Regions from separate parts of the Callithrix jacchus genome. Here region 1 is linked to region 2. The links are chromatin contacts, called in public Hi-C maps. All regions are on one chromosome and are shown on one strand. The core of a region is the stretch at or near the end of the contact, and the rest is flanking DNA. Distances in the headings are between cores, read along the strand shown. Region 1 overlaps BRSK2 (BR serine/threonine kinase 2). Region 2 overlaps MOB2 (MOB kinase activator 2).

Region 1 (5,442 bases), core at 186-2,685, 70 kb after region 2:
CGTTCTCGGGTGGGGGGAGCTGGGTGATGTGGGGTTGGGGGGCTGGCGTTCTCAATGGGGAGCTGGGTGGCGTGGGGTTGGGGGGCTGCACGTTCTCGGGGGGGAGCTGGGTGGCGTGGGGTTGGGGGGCTGCACGTTCTCAGGGGGGAGCTGGGCGGCATGGGGTTGGGGGGCTGCACGTTCTTGGGGGGGAGCTGGGTGACATGGGGTTGGGGGGCTGGCGTTCTCAAAGGGGAGCTGGGCGGTGTGGGGTTGGGGGGACTGCCCGTTCTCGGGGGGGAGCTGGGCAGCATGGGGTTGGGGGGGCTGCACGTTCTCGGGGGGGAGCTGGGTGGTGTGGGGTTGGGGGGCTGCACGTTCTCAGGGGGGAGCTGGGCAGCATGGGGTTGGGGGGCTGCACGTTCTCGGGGGAGGAGCTGGGTGACGTGGGGTTAGGGGGCTGGCATTCTCAATGGGGAGCTGGGCGGTGTGGGGTTGGGGGGACTGCCCATTCTCGGGGGGGGCTGGGCGGTGTGGGGTTGGGGGACTGCCCGTTCTCGGGGGGGAGCTGGGCAGCATGGGGTTTGGGGGGCTGCACGTTCTCGGGGGGGAGCTGGGTGGCGTGGGGTTGGGGGGCTGCACGTTCTCGGGGGGAGCAGGGTGACGTGGGGTTGGAGGGATTGCCGTTCTCGGGTGGGGGGAGCTGGGCGACGTGGGGTTGGGGGGCTGCACGTTCTCGGGGGGAGCAGGGTGGCGTGGGGTTGGAGGGATTGCCGTTCTCGGGTGGGGGGAGCTGGGTGATGTGGGGTTGGGGGGCTGGCGTTCTCAATGGGGAGCTGGGCGACGTGGGGTTGGGGGGCTGCACGTTCTCGGGGGGAGCAGGGTGGCATGGGGTTGGGGGTCTGCCCGTTCTCAGGGGGGAGCTGGGCGGCGTGGGGTTGGGGGGGCTGCCCGCCGGCCCTGGCGCTTGTGGCCTCACCGACAGGAAGGCGTGCACGATGTCAGCCTTGATGGAGCTCAGAGGTTTGTCTTTGATGACCACGAAGACCTGCTCCTCCTTCTCCAGGCTGATGAAGTTCCCAAACCAGGACTTCTTGGCCAGCCTGGGCAGTGGGAGACAGGCTGTGAGGATGGAGGCGTGGTGCGGTCCACACCACTGCCTCCCTCAAACCTGGGGTTGGAACAGTGGAATTCCTGTTCCCACGAGATAGAAACGGCTCTCCACAGCGCTAGGCAGAACCCGTGGCCCTGACTCTGACCCCTATCCTGGCCCTAACACTAGCCCAAATGCCCTGACCTTCACCGTGGCCCTAACCCATAACCCTAACCAGGTTCCACGGCCCTAACTGGTGCCTCTGGGCTCCCCAGAGCTGTGCCTGGGCAGCCCACTCACTAGAGACCCCACTGGGAAGAAGGGGAGAAGGGAGAAGGGAGTAGGGTGCCCCCTGCCCCCAGCCTTGCTTTTATGTTTCTGGCTAAGCCCTCCTCAGGTGCCCAGTGGCATCCTGGCTGAGGTGTCCAGCCTGGAGCTGGGGAAACCAGGGAGCTATACACAGGCAGTGGCAGGATAGGTACAGCACAGATGCCAGGGTCTGTGCCCCCTCCCACCGGGCAGGGCAGCTTCAGCACCCCTGGGGCCACCCTCCTGTGTTTACGGCATGTGGCCATGTGGCCGGTCCCCACCCTGTAGAGATTACTTCCAGACCTCCAGGGCTGGCTGGGGAAGGGCAGTTTTGGGCTCGCCACAGCCACACAGACCGCGGTTTCCTGGTGCCACCACAGTGGGGGGTCCCCACCTCAGGCTGGAGCAATGCTGCCAACCTCATGATTGGTGGGCCTGACCCACATCACTTCCTCTGCTGGACGCAGGGCCCAGTGAGAATGGCTGGCACCACCCACCTCCCAAGCCCACCGCACTGCTCCGTACCCTGGCCCACCTTGCCAGCCTGCCACCCGCTCCCAAGGTTGGGGCTGTCCCTCCACAGACAAGCCCTCCTGACAAGGCGCCTGTGGGAGGTGGCTTGAGCAGGGCTCCTGAAGTCACATGTGCCCCCCACCCCCAGAAGCAGGCGGGACCTGCAACTGACTTCCAACAGGAGCGGGGGCCGCTTCTGAAGCCACAGAAGATTGCTCCCATCTTGCCAGCAGGCCCACCCCAACGTGCAGAGGCCCTCTGCTCCGCCCCCCACCCCCTCAAGTCAGGCAGAGCGTGCTGGGCAGCCGCTGTCTGGGAAGGCTCTCCCTGATGGTTCCCCTGCCACTGCTGCCGGGACATGGGACCAGGGCTGCAGGGAGAGGCAGAGGCAGGGGCTGGGCTCAGGGCGCCCTCTCCCGGCATCCTGGCTACACAGCTTCCCTTGCCGGTTTCTGGAGCTGTCTACTCCTCAACCACTGCAGCCGTCCCTGTGAGGCCCGGGAGTCCTGCCAGCCGAACACGGGGGCTGGCTCGGCCATCGCTTAGCCTCTCAATGCCACCTCAGTGTCCCGCCGGCCTCGGCCGCTGGCTGTTCTGGGTTTGAAACTCCAAGGGCCAGCTCTGGCTTACCCCAGCCCTGTGCCAGAGCCTGGAACCAGGAAGTCTGGAACCAGAGCCTGGAACCAGGAAGTGCACGGGGCAGCCAGGCAGTTCTAGAAACAGAGACCGGGGGGTTCTTCCGTGTTCTGCTACGGAAGAGACGGGACAGATGGTACACGTGACTCTCTGCTTTGAGGCCTGGGGGTGTGGCATTTGTAAAAAATAGTCCCACATGTGAAAGATGCCAGAGGCCCGGGGAGGCTGGACTGCAGAAGCGGGTGGGGCCTGTGCCGTGACTCCCATGCCCACATGGCAGACAGTGCACAGCCTGGCGGGACGAGAGTCTGGGTGTTGCTGCAAAGCCATTTTTAGATGAGATGAACTTAAATCAGTCACCTGTGACACTGGCGGGGACCCTTCCTCACAGGGCGGGCCGCATCCACCAGGTTCAGGCTTCCTGGAGAAAGATCCCCCCTCAAGGCTGCAATCTGGAAACTGCCTGGACTTCCACCCGGGGCTTCAGATTCAAGGAATCTGAAGGTGTCCTGCCTGCGGCCCTGCCTGTCCCAGACAACCACCCCTTCCTGAAGACGGTCACCTCCCATGCGCACACAGCGCCTTGTTCTGTTCCTCTGGAGCTGGAGGCAGCTGGGACTGAGGGTTGTCTCAGGTCTCCAGCAAGCCAGTCCTGGGCAAGGAGGGCTGTGGGAGGAGTCTGTGCTGGACCATTAGGTGCGGCTGTGGGAGGCGGCTGTGCTGGGACCTTTGGGAGTGGACTGTGGGAGGTGGCTGTGCTGGGACCTTTGGGAGTGGACTGTGGGAGGCGGCTGTGTTGGGACCTTTGGGAGGGGACTGTGGGAGGTGGCTGTGCTGGGACCTTTGGGAGAGGACTGTGGGAGGTGGCTGTGCCGGGCCCTCAGATGAGGGAGGCATCTGTCCCTTTGGTAAGGCTGTGGGAAGCATCTGTGCTGGACCCCGGGGAGCGGTCAGGCCCTCTGGGTGGTCTCGATGGGGTAGGGGAGAAGCCCAGGTAATTCCAGTGTCGTCAAGCTACTGGGGTGCATTTTCCACCTTTACTGAGGAAGGTAATTATGAGTCTGTACTGGAAGTTTTTGGTAGTGGCAGAAACGACGCCACGGCCTGGGCAGAGCGTTCTGAAGTCTGCCAAGCTCTGTACCTCTGGGCTTACCACGCTGCCTGCATGCCTCTGACCTGGGTGCCCAGCTGGAAGAGCCACCTGCTCGGCCCAGAAAGGCCCAGATACAGCGCTCCTGGGGCTTCCACTGAGCAGTTTGCACAGGGGCCCCTGGTTTAAAGCCAGCAGCAGGATGAGGGTTCTCTTACTGAGTCCACGGCTGGCCACACCTCCATTTCCTGGGGTCACCTGCAGGAGGTCCCAGCAGCTCTGGCCCGGCCACCACTCTGCAGCTGCCTTGTGTGGGGTCACACTGCAGGCTCACTTGTGTACGCCACCACGTACCCGGTCACCGAGACACTGCCCAGTGACTAAGGCCGTTGTGGAGGGCAGGGAGAGGGCCTGGGGGCTGGAAGGGGTCTCTGGGGACATCTCTGCCCAGACACTGGTCACAGCGACTGCCAGGGCTCTGTGCAGTGGCACCTCTTATGACTCAGGAAGACGGCCGGGCGGGGCCTCAGCCTGCCTGCCCTGCTCGGCCCCTGCACGCATGTTCCCACCAGGCCTGGCCCCCTGCCCCGGCCTGCCTCTTCCTTCTCAGCACAGGCTGCTTTCTCCTTGAGACCTGACCCACCCCGAGTCTCTTCCCGGCAAGCTCAGGCCCTGGGGAAGACTCCGCCCAGTGTACCCCCCACTCGCCTCCAGCCAACCCCAGGCTCCCCCAAGGGCTGAAGCTTCTCATCAGGGCTGGGGGCTCCTTCCCTGGATGGCATTCAAAGTTCAGACTCGGGCCCTGCCTACAGTGGGAGGTGGAGCCAGGTAGAGAAGGAGTCCCCGTCAGCCACAGGGGAAGGGTTCCATGCTCCTCCCTCAGCGCAGTGCCACGTGCCAAGCGACCTCCAAGCAGGAGCCACTTACTCTGGGGATGACTCTGGAGTCAGGTTGGACATCTCCTCCGGCGTCGGAACTGTATACATGGGATGAACAGAAGAGAAGGCCGTGTGACTGCCTCATCCTTCCCCTGCCCTGGCTACCTTGAGCCAAGGTCAGGGTCATCAGGAGTCCACCACACACTGGGACATCCCCAAGGGCCACGGGTCCACCCCAGCTCCCAGCTACCTTAGAAGCCCCACTGGCGGAAGCGCCCCTGGGCTGTGGGGAGCTGTCCCAGCCTCTGGTGCTGAAGTTGGCTGTGCCTTCTCCAGCAGCACTAACTGGCCCTTGGTGCCCCCCACACGGAGCCTCCTGACTGGCAGCGCCCACTCGATGGCCAGCTCGCCTTGCTGTGTGCCTGGCCCAGGACATGAAGTGAGTGGACTTGGGAGCACAGAATGTCCAGGAAGGGATGCCAGCTTGGGTGGCAGGCAGGACATGAGCTGCTGCCCAGCACTTTTGCGACAGTGAGCCATGGGCAGTGGGCAGGCCTAGACCTCCCATGCAGCTGCAGGCCCTTCAGACTGGTCTGGCACCGCTGGGTGGGCCCTCAAGAGCAGTCTCTGCGCTCTCCCGACTTCACTCTGCCACCTCCGGGCAGACATTCACCTTGCAGTTTCCGGCGATGGAAGCGGGGTGAGCCCAGGAAGCTGTTCTTGATGGAATTGAGCCGTGCCCTCCATGGCACCCCTCCGACGCTGGGGCTGGACGGTGGCGTGGGGTTGGGCGTGCCAGCCGGGCTCTCCTTTGGCGTGTGGACAGGTGTCCCCTTGGGGGTGGGGAGGGGACTGCCCCTTGGTGAGGGGTGAGGGGTCACCTGTATGGTGGGGACAGATTTGGTGTTTGGTTCAGTCCCAGTGGGTGGGGGTCGGGGAGGCAC
Region 2 (5,479 bases), core at 1,656-4,155:
ACTGGCCTGATGACCACTGCCTCGGTGGCATCTCCCTGGGCTGCAGCCTGAGGGGCGGGGCAGCAAGCACGGCTGCTCTCTGGAAGCCCCACTCTCACTGAGGTGCAGGTTCACTGCCTAGTTCCTGACACCGTGGAGACCAAGCCCCTCTCTGGGGATTGGAGGAGAGACTGCAGCAGAGGGAACAGAGCATGCCCCTGAGAACCCCGGCGGCACAGGGTGGGCTGCAGAAACAGTGGACCAGCCCCAGACGGCCTTCTCACAACCTAGATTGCTTTCCGAAATTTTGTTTTTGCTTTTTGTTTAGAGACAGGGTCTTGCTCTGTTGCCCAGACTGGAGTGCGGTGGCACGATCACAGCTAACTGCTGCCTTGACCTTCTAGGCTCCACAGATCCTCCCGCCTCAGCCTCCCGAGTAGCTGGGACCACAGGGGCGCACCACCATGCCCCACTAATTAATTTTTTTTTTTGTAGAGGCAGAGTCTTGCCATCTTCCCTAGGCTGGTCACAGACTGAAAGACTTTTAAAGCAGTCATTGTTAATGGAAATTAGCAGGACTGTTTTTGCTTCTCTACTGATTCAATAGCACTTAACTTTCTGTTGTTTAAAAGGGACCTTAAATCCCTTCGCTTCTCCCGTGCAGTCACGGTTCTTGATTTTGTGTTACTGAAGGTTGCGGTCAAACCCGTTTTGACTAATTATGAGGTTGGAAATTCTAAAGTCTATTGGGTAGACAGCTAGTGTCAAATGAGGCAGCTGGTGATTTCTGGACACTTGATTCCATCTGAGCTTCCTTTTCCAGCACAGCCTTATGGTGAACACCTGATTTTGGGGTAACATCTTATAGAAATCCACTGTGTGTTACTGTGGACATGTTCCTCCTGGCGTCCCCCTGCGTGTTGACAGCCAGCATGCCCTCGGGTTTCTGACCCTGGCTGTCCTCACTAGTGGCTTATGCTCTTTTCCATGTCCTGCATCTCTGGTCAGCACCACAGTCTGTGTTTCCTGTGCTTCTGCTGAGGTGGCCAGATTCAGGTTCACACCCTGGCCTCCTGCTCCCCTGCACCATGCTGGGCTTCTCTCCACAGTAGCGTCTGCCTCAAGCACCGTCGTCCTTCCCGTTCACTTCACTTGCTGGCATTCCCTGGGAGCCAGGGGCTGAGTTCATGGGTTTGGTGTCTCAGGGCAGTCCTGGGGCAGCTCTCCAGTAGATGGATGTGCACGGGGTGGATGTGGAGAACCCTGCAGAGCGCGCATCGAAGCCCCACTGCTACACTCGCTCACCCTCAAGGGGGAGTCTGCTGTGGGCGGGGCCCCGTGCTGCTGAGAACTGGGGGCACATGCCCCACTTGGTCCTTGTCGCATCCCTGCCCCAGAATGGAGGTGCAGAGAGGCCAGGTGGTGTGTCTGGCACTGTGGGGCAGTGGTTCCCCAGGTGGGGTGTGGGCAGCAGCAAGAGCGGTGATAAAAGAAAAAAATCAGCCAGAGCAGATGTAAAGAAGTTTAACTGAGCAAAACACAATTCTTGAATGGGCCGCCTCTTGAGCCAGAGCAGACTCAGAGACTCCAGCGCAGCCTTGTGGTGGTTATGGACGGGAAAAGAAAAACGGAACACGGCAGTGAGGCACAGAGACAGTCCATTGGTCACAGCTCGGCATTTGCCTTATTTGAACACAGCTCCAACAGTTAGCTACATGTGATTGGCCAAACTGGGTGACTGGCACAAGGATAGGCTGTGTTCTGTTGTCACCTCCGCTTGCCACAGTTCACGATGTACAAAGACACATTTAGGTAGATCTTAAAATATGTCAGGAGGCAACTGTAGCCTAAACTCGGTTTCGCAGTGGGTTGCCTGGACCTTGTTAGAAACGCATGGCCTTGGGCCCCACCGGAGCCATTGCTGCAGGATGCAGGGTGGCCCGGCTGGCTGTACAGATGAGCCCTAGGCATGCGGCCTCAGGGGCCATGGGCCACCTCCCCCAGGCTTGTCTGGCCTGGAGCTCCCGCTCCCTTGCTGTCACACCTGTGAAGCCATCCTGCATGCAGGCTGGTCTCGTGGCAGTCACCACGGAGTGTGTGCACCACACTTCCTGTCTCTTGATCCACCATGGGCGCTGAGGTTTTCCCATGTCTTGGCTGTTGTACCTGGCGGCTCTGTGGGGTCACTGCTACAGACTATTCCTGAATCGCGCAGTGTGATGGGACGGAGAAGCCATTGTGTTTCACCCTTTCGACCCTTCCTTTCCCATTACAAGTGAGCTCTTTAAGGTGAGCCATGGAGGGCAGCATCACTCTGCATCCTCTTGGGGTCGTGGAATACGGCCAGGTGGGCCCTGAGGTGGGTCTGTCAGAGCAGAGTCTGCTTCTTCCCACTGTCCCTGGCCCCTCCTTTCTCTGTGGAGGTTATGTGGCCAGTTAGAGTGGCCTATTGCTGCCACAACGTGCAGAGTCACAGCAGGCACAGTACTGGCAAGGCGACGTCGTGGCGGACCCTGGAGCTCTGACTGTTCCCATGCTCACTGCCATACCCCGCAGGGCACTTACCGAGACCCTGTTTTGTAGGTGGCAACATGGAGGGACAGAGTGGTAGTAGGAGCCTGCCTGAGGTGCTGAGAGGTGGGAGTTGCGTCTGGCCCAGCTGTGCTTGACCCTGTTCCAGGGTACTCTGGCCAGTAACAGAGGGAATTGACAAACCCCACTCTCGGGAGGGAGGTAGAAGGGATGGTGAACAGGTGTCCCTAAGCAGTTGGGGCGGGGCATCGTCTATGGAGATGGCGGGCGTTGGGGGGCGCCTCTCAGAGGCAGACACAGTGTCTATGTCAGACATCTCTGGACACAGTGAGCTGGAGGTGAGATGTCTGGTGTGCCCTGAGCATGCTGCCTGGCAGAGAGCAGTCTGGGGGAGCTGGATGCGGGGGTAGCAGGGACAGTGGGAAGAGCTGGTGCGAGGGAGAAGGAGCTGGGGTTGTGACTGCAGGGGAAGCCGCAATCAGCCTCCACAGGTGCCTGCCCCTGTGTTACAGGGATGGGAATTGAGGACATGGCCAGTTGAGGGTGGCCTCAGCCAGAGCTGTTTGTGGTGTGGTGGAGGGTGTTGGAGAAGGAGAAGCAGGGGGTTGAACCCCCGGGAGGTGAGAGGGTGGGGCCCGCACATGAGGGTGGCACGTGCCCAGCGTGGCTGTGGAGGGCGGGAGAGTGCTGTTGGCTGGGGAGGCGGCACATGGGTGAGTGCCCACCAGGGAGGTGGGGCCGGGAGGCCTGGGCCTCGGGCACTCTCTGCCCTTTGCATCCTCTCCTGTGAGCCTGGGGTTATGCTGTAACGGGAGCCAGAGAGGCTGGGTGCTGGCCCACCCTGTCCTGGGGAGCTCGTCCTGCCTCTGTGTTTCATTTTTTGGTTTATGTAACATTTTTCTTCATTGTTGAAAGAGAGACTATAAGAGTCAAGTCACATGCTTCACCTTCAGTGAGGAAAAGTAGCACTGAAGCTTCCACCCCTTCCCGCAGGGGCCTGTGTGCTGGACCCGGACCCTCATGTCTTCCTTTCTTTGTCCGAAACAAAAATGGGCTCTTCCTCTTTTCTGGGTCGTGCCTGATGGCACCACCTGCAGGCCCTGCATTTGGACACAGCCCTCCTGTGGACAGAACTGGACTCCAGTTTCTCTCTCCTTTCTGTGAGTGGTGGTCCACTCCACGCCACTGCGGTGCTTGGGGCAGAGCAGCAGGGCCCACGCTGACCCCTCTCTCCGGTGCTTGTGTCTGAGAAGGGGCACCCATCTCACCTCTGGCCTGATAGGTTTCGCCCCTGTCTAATTGTCCCCTTCCCCTACAGGGCGGGCGGGCAGGTGGGTGAGGGGCGGGTGCCGGTCTTTCCCTTCCCCCCCGCCACTCCATCAGCGGCGTGTGGTTTCAGGTGCCTTGGGCTGCTCTGGTTATTGGGAGGCAGAGTGTCCTAGTGTCCTAGTGACCAACCGTCTCCTGTGATTGGCTCCCCGGGGCCTCAGGATGCCTTGCTTCTGATTCATGTGGTCACCGCTGAGCAGTGGGTATTTTGGGTACTAAGGTGATGCGGGGGGGGAGTGTCACAGTCAGACCCAGAGAGACCTAGAAAGCAGCCAGTACTTGGTACCTTCTGTTTGCACAACTGGAAGATTCAGCTTCTCTGTGGTCACTTGGAGCAGAGCTTGCCACAGAAGTCTTTTTTCTGGTCACCTTGGTTCTGTTGAAAATGATCGCTCAAATGGTACATTCAGAAGTACTTGGGTCACTGCCCCCTGTTGGTGTGGACCCTCCTTTTGGACAGCCAGGAGGTGACTTTTCTGACCTTGCTATGCCCAGGAGCATCCAGGAGTGTCCAGGGGCTGGTGTCGGATTCCCTGGGGAGTGCTGCAGCCTTCTGCCCACTCAGGACACTCTGGAGGTCAGCATTGCCATTTTATAAGTGGGAAATGCAGAGAGGTGACATCATGGGCCAGGGCCCTGCAGCTGGGAATTGAGCCCAGGCCATCTGGTTGATAAGTGGCAGCCCTCTCTGCTTCGAAGCCCCTCGTGCTTCCGTGAAGGCACTGCCTCTGAGGAGGGTCCAGGTCGATCCCCACACTCTGCTCCCAGGAGCACTCCTGAGGCCTCTAGTCCCTGAAGGGCCAAGGAGTGCACTTGTGGAGAATGGGGGCCTAGACCAGGGTGCCAGGGACCCTCCCAGGGCTGATAGAGAGAGGGGCATTCTCTAGGACTTGGGGACACGACCGGCCACTGCCATGGGAATGCAGTGCCACAGAGGCTGAGGCCAGTCTCCACCAGAGGGCGCTGCTGGCTGTTTGGAGGGAGCGGGTGCTGGGCAGTGATGGCCATGGGCACAGCCACCCTGCAGGGTTCTGGCTGTGAGCACAGTGGTTGGGGACCACTCTGGAGCCCTGACACGTGAGTGTGACTCCCTCTGTGAGTCCCTCTGCCACTGTGGGGTCGAGCTGGTGAGCGCAGAGGAACACACCAGCTGCCTGGGGCAGAATGGGAGTGGGGTGCCAGTGCTGCACAGGAGAACACACGAGTGCACACGCGCTTGAGGAGGCGGGTGTCCAGGACTGTCCCTTTACCAGCCGTGTGGTGCAGCCGTGGTAGGAGAGCTCGTGTGCCCCCCGAGTCAGCACCAGCTGACAGTAGAGCCTTCACCTCTGACGGCGAGGAAAGGTATTGTCTCCATCAGACCCCTCCGTCCTCTTTACTTTAACCTCCCTGCCCCACTGCTGCAGTCCCGTTTGAGGGCCTCCTGGCACCTGTCAGGACAAGGGCCTCTAAGTCCTGGAGGCAGGCAGTGCCTGCGCCTGGCACCATGTCCAGCTTGTAATGGGGGCCAGTGTTTGAGTACCTTTTCTGAAGGGGGCACCGGGAGGAGGTCTGCATTTGCCCCAGAGTCAGCCCTGGGCTGTGGTCACTTGTTGAGGTCCCTCTAAAGGTAGTGCCCTGCTGAAGAGCTGCCGTCCAC

Evidence for each region. A called contact is a pair of places that touch in the nucleus more often than the background predicts.
Region 1: a contact with region 2 is called in a Hi-C map of skeletal muscle, with 15 times the contacts expected there. The contact joins two enhancer-like sites. A contact is called at or near these places in 2 of 3 Hi-C or Micro-C datasets (both in skeletal muscle).

Annotation. Positions count from the first base shown.
Region 1 is chr10:130,461,341-130,466,782 of calJac240_pri, forward strand. It overlaps BRSK2 (BR serine/threonine kinase 2), which reads right to left. Exons shown (of 21, transcript XR_013523622.1): 14 at 5,172-5,379; 15 at 4,548-4,596; 16 at 959-1,082. Among named protein-coding and RNA genes, the nearest start is that of BRSK2, 59 kb to the right of the region's middle. Within about 2 kb of position 1,436, at least 6 of the 16 cell types and tissues checked have an H3K27ac peak or open chromatin away from gene starts, as enhancers often do. A contact at or near this core is called in skeletal muscle, where this site is marked.
Region 2 is chr10:130,390,211-130,395,689 of calJac240_pri, forward strand. All of the region lies in intron 1 of MOB2 (MOB kinase activator 2), which reads left to right. Among named protein-coding and RNA genes, the nearest start is that of MOB2, 23 kb to the left of the region's middle. Within about 2 kb of position 2,906, at least 3 of the 16 cell types and tissues checked have an H3K27ac peak or open chromatin away from gene starts, as enhancers often do. A contact at or near this core is called in skeletal muscle, where this site is marked.